Regions from separate parts of the Xenopus laevis genome. Here region 2 is linked to region 1. Evidence: chromatin contacts called from public Hi-C data. All regions are on one chromosome and are shown on one strand. Each heading gives the region's core, a stretch centred on a gene start, on an enhancer-like site or on the middle of the called end of the contact. The rest is flanking DNA. Distances are from core to core; before and after follow the strand shown.

Region 1 (4,145 bases), core at 667-3,166:
TTGTGCCACAAGCCTTATAAACAACCAATGGGGTAATGCAATAAATGACACCACGTTTGCCCAGGTGCACTAACCTGTAACAACCAATGAGCAGGTTGTATTTACTGGTCACTTTTTTAAAGGCAAAAATCTTATTGGTTGCTAATGGTTACTGCTCCTGGGCAAACTCAGTGCCTAATATTACATATGGGGGTTAGTGTGATAAACATGCTACCAACTAAAGGCTCCTATTATTTCAAAAGAACATTTGATTGCTTGCAATTACTGCTCTCTTTTTACCCTCATTTAATTTTTAATAGTTACATTTATGAAACTTCAACACTACCAAACAATTATAACACGTCAAAATCCAACTACAAACGAACACAACAGAACTAAATTGGATCTATTAATACAGCAGCACAATTTTCAGTCCCTGCTATAAACTCTTAGCTTACACTACTTACATCAAGCACACAGTTTTATTCTTACTTTTCCCTAGTACATAGGAGATCTGCAGTGCCTGTACTGTGGGAATGAGACCATGCTTGGAATAGACTGCCACCTAATGTTCTCTCATAATGGCACATGCAAAAACAGAAAAAAAATGTAAAGCTTAACTCTTTTGCTAACCTAATTCAACTATGTGATTCTGGTATATCGCATAGCAGTGAACATAAACAATGATGATAACTTTTTTATTTAGGTTACAGGTGCCTTCATTATAAAGGGAAACAATAACTAATACATTTTGCATAATAAAAGAAAATGCAATTCTAAGCAAATTTGCAATATACATTAAAAAGGAATTTGTTATAAAGGTGTTAGAGACTGTCTATTTATTTCTTTTCTCTGCACAGAGGCCCTTCTCCAGACCATGCAAGTCATTGTGGGAGCTGAAGCCTTGGGCTACAGGAGGGCTGGCTTCTGCTACAAATAACACTAATACCGTTGAAAATGTTTAATTCTTTTTTATCTGTCATTATGCAAACCATATTTTATTGCCATTGTTTGCTGGAGAGCCAGTTTAATGAAGTGCCTGCATCTGCCCGATACAGGATGCTTGCTTAACAATAGTTTGATAAATAAACTTAATAACACAGCAGATTAGTACTGTGTTACTGTCTTGATTCCCTTATGGTTTTATTAAAAAAAAAAAAAAAGACCTATAATGCCAAACAAATGCGTCAAATGCACACGAGTGAGCTATATCAAAAGTGACTATGAAACTAATGGGGGCAAAGTGTGTGCTGTGTAAGTGGCATCCTGCTCTCTGCTCCCACAGCTGCTCCAGAGCCTAGAAACCAGCCAGTATCAAGCAGCCGCCGTCCCACCATCCCCCACAGCCAGAGCTGCCAGGCCTAGTTTTGTCTGCTTCAGCAGTACATGTTCCTGCCCTCTTAGCTTCCTCTCTGCCGACTGCACCTCCTTAACAACACCCCCTCCTTCTACGTCTCTCTCATCCGCTTTCAGATTTCCACTCCTTTCACTTCTCTCTCATCTACTCAATTTAATTATACAAAGCAAGTTACAACTCATACAGATATGTGCTTAGAGGTGGGATAAAATCTAAATAAAATACACAAATCCCACAATATAATTTTCTTGTGCACAGAATTGATCTGTGAACAACCATCAAAGTAAAACGAAGCTGCACAACACCATGGCCTTAACTGATTGTATACAGAATAGGCGGCAGTGGTACAGTACCAAAAGCAAGACCTTGTGCAATGACAATCACATTCATTGCATTTCAAACATTTACATGAAGTAGCAAGAAGGCACACATGTACACAAAGTTATTTTCTGTGTGAGTTTGAGGCAGTGTCAAAACTGCACAATATGGTGGGGAGGGGGATCAGAAAGAAGAGCTACATGGTGGAACCGAGCTCCAGGCTGCCATTTGCATTGGCCTCTTCCTCTGAGGGGAGGGTGCTGCCATTTGCATTGGCCTCTTTCTCTGAGGAGAGGGTGCTGCCATTTGCATTGGCCTCTTCCTCTGAGGGGAGGGATTTTGCCCCCAGCACTGTGTCCTTCTGCACATTTATAAGGATTTTACAAAGGCACAGCTGTGCATGTTGGAGGGCCGGCTTGACGTGTTTTCTACTCAGGCAGCAGCTGCGGTTTCTGAGGAAACTGGGCTGATTTCCCCCCCCCCCTCCACCCCCAACTCTGTCAGGCTGAGAGATTTCTGTTCCCCTGACAGTTGACTTTGCGGGGGAGGGAGAAAAATAAAAGTGACATGAGGCTGGGGGGAGGAATAAAGAATAAAAATGAAGAAATGCTGAAGGAAAAAAAACTCCTCAAAGCACCTAGATAAATTTGAAGAAAACATTTTTTGTTACTTTCTACCAATAAAAAAGGGACAAGGCTCCTGTACACACCTTCATTTCTATCCTAGGGATAAAAGAAACAACCCCAAAACATAGAAAGATATAAATATTAATCTCAGCCCACCATTACGTGTTTGGTATAAAAACCACAGGGAAAAACAATGAATAGCGGCAATTGTGTTTGGAGAATATAGATTATCAGTAAATGGCTTGTCACAGTCTATTACTGTTATTATGATAGTGTGATTACCAATGTTGTCTATATGCAGGGGTTTGTTTTTACCCAGTGTCTCTATCTTTCACATGGTTTTTTCACCATTGCAGCCTCCTCTCCAAAACAGTCCTTGGCAACCAATAAAAATAGATAAGTTGTCACGCTGGTGAATGATTAACTCTGAAGCTGACATGCAGGCCAGCATGGAAAGAAGCGAAAGGGGGAGGAGAGAGAAACATTTACAGGCACACAGAGCGAGCACAGGAAAATGGGGCCCTTCTAGGGATGCTCCAGCTGTACGAAATTCAACAATGCAAAACCTTTGCTGTATCAGGTCTTAAAAAAACAAAGCATGTCAGTTAAAAAAAAAAAAATAAATAAGAAATAAAAATAAAATTTCTGTGAGCATATGCTGAAATGAGAAATCACCCACAGTGACAATTATCTACCCAGTTAAACTTTACCCTATGCCTCAACCTCATCATGATAGCTGGTGTCACTTGTGATAAAAACACCATGAAAAAATAGTATTTGTAATATTTAGTGCCATGAAGACTCTAGGCACATCAAAAATGTCAATTATATTTCAAGTATTTTAAGTAATTACGAATTTATAAACATTGTAATGGGTGGTGGCATACTTTTCAACTCAAATCCACCTACAATTACATTTGCATGCTACTAAATAATAAATTGTGTTTCAAAATTGTGTTTGAAAAAAGACTGACAAAAAACAAAAAAATTTACGGTGATACCTTAAGGGACCCACTAAACTGTTTGCGCCATATTGAACTCAGTACAATGTTGATGCAGTTTTATGATGTCTGTAAGTACAGGCAATGAGCAAACCCTGAGGGGGATTTTGGCTGCTAGGGTTATGCATGTTTTTTCCCATTGCTATCACAATCCTACTTGTAATACTTCATCCAGCATCTTGTCATGTGGCACTGTGACACTACAGAAGGGCTGTAGGAAGTGGTAAGAAAAGTTCAAAGTGTTCCATGATGTGTCATTGGTCACTTCCCCTTTACCACAAGTAGCCCTCTACTTGAGCTATCAAACAAAATACTTCAGAGTGTGTTCTTGGAAGCTGATTTAAAGTCCACCTAAGCTAGAATCCTGTCCCGGTTTGGTCAGTTAGGCCTGTTCCAGACCCCAACACCTGCACCCACCACCCTACTATACCTGCAGACCGCCTGCACAGTCAGGGAATGAAGGAATTTCTGCCTGAAACCCAACTGTTTTGTGGGTATTCCGGGGGTACCCAACCTGATCCAGGTGTCTAGCCAGAGCCACAGTGCTCTGCCACCACTGTCAGGGAGTATATGGAGTCACATGCATTTTGATTCTTTATCAAAGCACCAAATATGCTACAGCCCCAAAGACCACAGTTTTTTAAACAGTCGGTTTCAATTAACATCTGTAAATTCTGTCACTGAATGTTACATTATAAAGAATGCTAGAATCGTAACAGTAATGCCACTTTACAATAAAGTATACAAGAAATCCACAAGAGTAACAATAAATACATTGTGCAAAAACATGATTCTCTTTTTGTTTTTTTTCTTTGTTAATCGCTTATTTTCTATCACTCCTAAACAGAGAAGGTGCCAAATACA
Region 2 (4,145 bases), core at 688-3,187, 93 kb before region 1:
TTTAAATTGAGAGTACTCACTACAGGAACATAACAGTACATTATACTACTGCCCCATGAAAGAAGGATCAGTCTGCAATACAAAAAAGTTATTTGATTCCGTGAGGATGTCAAAAAATTGGTACCCACCCAGCACTAAGCTGTGCCAGTTCAAACAACTAATTGTGGTGCGCACAAAGAATTTTGTGTGAATATATAATTTTGAATCACACACTTCTCTTTGCATACAAAGATTTTAAAGGGGAGCACATGGTTTTAAAAAATAGAGCACAAATGAACATTTTTTTGTACATGGTTAAAAAAACACTACTGGGAACACTGACACCCAGAGATTCTGGCTTTCCTTGCCTTTAAGCTATTACAGTTGTGGTTCTACAACAGTAGTGAGTTTTTTGCTTATATGGAGAGATGGCAATGCTGTTCTTTGTTATTGTCCTTTTTTATACTGTGCCAACATATTCTGCAGCTCTTTACAGAGATTATACATCATTCACCTCAGTCCTTGTCACCTTTTCTGGAAAAAAATACTGGTCTTCCTATATTTTTGTGGTTTTTCCCTATAAATAACATTGGCATCAAGCAACATTTTTTTTATTAAAGATTTTATTTATGCTTTTAACTTTATAAAGTGGATAGAAACAACAAATAAGCACCATCAAATTCTACATTAGTCAAGACTGTAGAAATTGTTCACATAAAGATTATAGTAGTATCAATTTACAAATATAACTCAGTGGGCGCTTTTGTTTTATCAGTTACCAATTTTGGGGCCAATTAGTTTCCCTACTCAGGGATTTAATTCTCCCATACATGACTAATTCATTTGTTCCTCTGGATTCGCCTCCAACCACGGGGTCCAGACTTTATCAAATTTCTGCGGGCATCCTCTTCCCTCATTTGTAAGCTTCATCAATGGAAGCGTTTTGTTAATCATTTTTCGCCATGCCAGTACTGTGGGGAATTGGGGCGCCATCCATTTAATCATTCTTTGCGTAAAATAGTAGCACCCTAATTAACGATCAGGTGTTATTGAGAGGCAGTAGATCGTCGACTAGTCCAAGGAGACATACTTCCGGGGTACAGGGGCCTTGGAAGGCTAGTTCATCAGACATATATTTCACTATGGCTACCCAGAATTTATTAACTTGCGAGCAAGTCCTGGTCATATGGAAAAATGCGGCCTCCCCCCCATCCCACACTCAAGCAACATTTTTACTGTCCAGGCCAGTAAATTACCGGCCAGGCCAGTAAATTACCGTCCAGGCCAGTAAAATACCGGCCAGGTGGCAACCCTATCCTTGTCCCTATAAATTCCTATCGCATTCACACACACAGTAGGGCCAGTTTTATCATAACACATGCCAGCATATTATTCTGTAATGCTTTACCAACATGGAAGAAATTATATTTAATTAGTTACGTAAGGCCAAAAACTGCCTAAATTGTTGTAAGTGATGATTAATTTTTGAATTTACTACAGATTCGGAAGGTCAGTTTGTGCCTCACAGAACAATAGTGCATATTCTGTGGTGATTTTAGATTAAAGAATTTTTCCTAGAGCGACTACATGAGGAAAATGCCAACAGCCTCACAGAGTTTATATATAATGGACGTAGCTGCACAATGACTGAAACTAAAGCAGCCTAGCATCCAAGTCCTTGTGCCAGGAGAAACCTCTGGCAGACAGTAGGTGAGTATGTGAGAGAGATGCTATGCATACCTACTGGCTGCAGTCTGAGGAGCATGCTATAGAGTAAACAAAGGAGAGGTTATTAGAGGTTAAGTGCAGTGCATTTCTCAGAGTGAGCAGCCAGCACCACACTGGGAGGATAATTTACACAGCATGAACCTACTGGCCTAATTCTGGCTGAGGTAGAGGGATAGGGTGGGGTGGGAGGAAATTGCGAGCACCCACACGTCACTAGTTCTTCTCTGAGCAGAGGTCACAATGAGGACATCTTTGTTTACTAAAGAAGGGAAACCCATGAACAACCCCCTCCCTTCCTCTGCTTGGGATTCCCTGTTGGCTTCTGGACAGATTCTGTGACATCACCTGTCAGCTAATAATAGCAAAATCAGCCTGTTTCATGCCTGCAAAGATTAATGGTTTTTGTAAGCTCACTGATTAGGGCCAGGCTCTCAGCTACGCTTTCATTGGCCTCTTTTATTTCCTTTTCTCAATACCTACTGAGTGGAATTCCCTTCCATGACTGGGCATATAATATACATCTGAAGCAAGGCTGTTATTTGTATTGGAAAATACTATGGCGTTTAGCACATGTAAAATGTAAAGATTTACTGTTTTTTTTTCACATTTGTACAGGAACTGTAAATACTGGGGACTCCCATGTGCGCTTGGCAAGAAGCACATTGTACAGAAATGTTGGATGCTCCACTTTTTGTGTTCCAGGGGCCATGTGGAGTTTCTTACTAAGCGCAAAACTTTATATTTAAAGGAGAAGGAAAGTCGTTCACCACTTGGGGTTGCCAAATGTTAGGCACCCCCAAGTGAATGTATTTACTAACCTGAAACCTGATAGGGCGGTGCTCCTATCAGCAGAAAACTGCACTGGCCCGGGGTTATTCCAGCGAGCACCACGGAGCGATTCTCTTCCGGCTTCTTCTTTCATCAAATTTCCTGGGGCAGACTCGTGCAGTGGAATGAAAAAGCCAAATTTTTAGTTCAAGTTCGGCTTTTTACTCTAATGCGCATGTGCTGCCATGAGAAGAAAGAAGAAGCTGGAAGAGGATCGCTCCATGGTGCTCATTGGAATAACCCCGAGCCGGTGCAGTTTTCTGCTGATAGGAGCACCAGCCCGAGGTTTCAGGTAAGAACATACATTCACTTGGGGGTGCCTAACATTTGGCACCCCAAGTGGTCAACAACTTTACTTCTCTATTAAAAAAAATATTTCTATGGCAAAGATTAGTAAACGTAGGACTAAATAGAATTTTCAGCCAACACCAAAATATATGATTTTATTCCAACTGTGATGGCATTATAAACATGCAAAATAAATACAGTTATAGGGACCTGTTATCCAGAATGCTCAGGACCTGGGGTTTTCCGAAATAAGAATTTTTTTCTGTAATTTAGATCCTTATACCTTGAATCAGCTAAAAATCATTGAAACATTAAATAATTATATTAATTAATGAATTATATCTAAATTGGGATTATTACAGAGAAAAAGGAAATCATGTTTACAAGTACATTAGAGGACATTATAGACAAATAGCAGGGAAATTTTTTTCCTAGTAGCTAGGGTCCAAATTAAATGTAGAAAAGAAGTTGGGGAGCACCTCCCATCAAATGAGAAAAACAGAAGATGGTGTGCAGGGTCAAGTGGTAATTCAAGAGAGAACAAGAAAGAGAAAGAACTGACCCATGTATTTGCACCCTCCCATCAAGCATGTCCACAAGCTCGTATTTATACACCATTTAACTTAACTTTTATTACTGATAAATAAGATAAAAAAGTCCAGTGATAATTAAAACATGGTTAGGACCGGGGAGACGGATTAACTTGGGGTAGTGGGCTGATGGTAAAGATAAGTGGTAAATGTATGCTACTGGAGGTCACCCCAAAAAAACAGTTTAAACAGTATTCAGTAATAAATATGGGGGTAATCGGGGTAGTAGATTACATGCAATGTTATACAACACAAATCGCCCCTTAGAAGCACATAACCAAAAGGGTCAGTGGGGCCTAAATCAGAGGGGTTGTGTAAGTCGCTCACTTAGTTAGCACCCCCGATGTGTACAACATTAGTATGGGTAGAGGTGCTGCTAATGGTTGGAGAGGCAGGCTTGGTAAATCCCAGAGTTTGCATCTCTATTTGAACAACCCCCGTTGTGCAGCCCTTGGTCAGCCAACCCCTTCACCCACAGCACAACCCTCCCAATTGGCGGATATCTGCTCTGATATGAGCGTTGAAGCTTCCACCTGAAGCAGTACCTTGTAAACCAACCCCTTCACCCACAGCGTAACCCCCCCCCAATTGGCAAAAGTTGCCTTAAGTTACAATTGGCAAAAGCTGCCTTAAATTACGAGAAGGTGGCGGTTTCAGAGAGTTATAGTTGCAGGTTGCGTGCTGCTATGCAGAGAGTTGTAGTTGCAGGTTGTGTACTGCTATGCGAAATTA

The links. Hi-C and Micro-C count contacts between places; a contact is called where the count stands out from the background.
Region 2: a contact with region 1 is called in a Hi-C map of the XL177 cell line, with 2.1 times the contacts expected there. The contact joins two enhancer-like sites. A contact is called at or near these places in 2 of 4 Hi-C or Micro-C datasets (the XL177 cell line and the XTC cell line).

What each region holds. Positions count from the first base shown.
Region 1 is chr5L:53,508,257-53,512,401 of Xenopus_laevis_v10.1, reverse strand. The region is part of intron 1 of arid1b.L (AT-rich interactive domain-containing protein 1B); the gene reads right to left. Among protein-coding and RNA genes, the nearest start is that of LOC108716709, 120 kb to the right of the region's middle. Within about 2 kb of position 1,916, at least 5 of the 7 cell types and tissues checked have an H3K27ac peak or open chromatin away from gene starts, as enhancers often do.
Region 2 is chr5L:53,600,848-53,604,992 of Xenopus_laevis_v10.1, reverse strand. All of the region lies in intron 11 of arid1b.L (AT-rich interactive domain-containing protein 1B), which reads right to left. Among protein-coding and RNA genes, the nearest start is that of LOC121393668, 85 kb to the left of the region's middle. Within about 2 kb of position 1,937, at least 1 of the 7 cell types and tissues checked has an H3K27ac peak or open chromatin away from gene starts, as enhancers often do.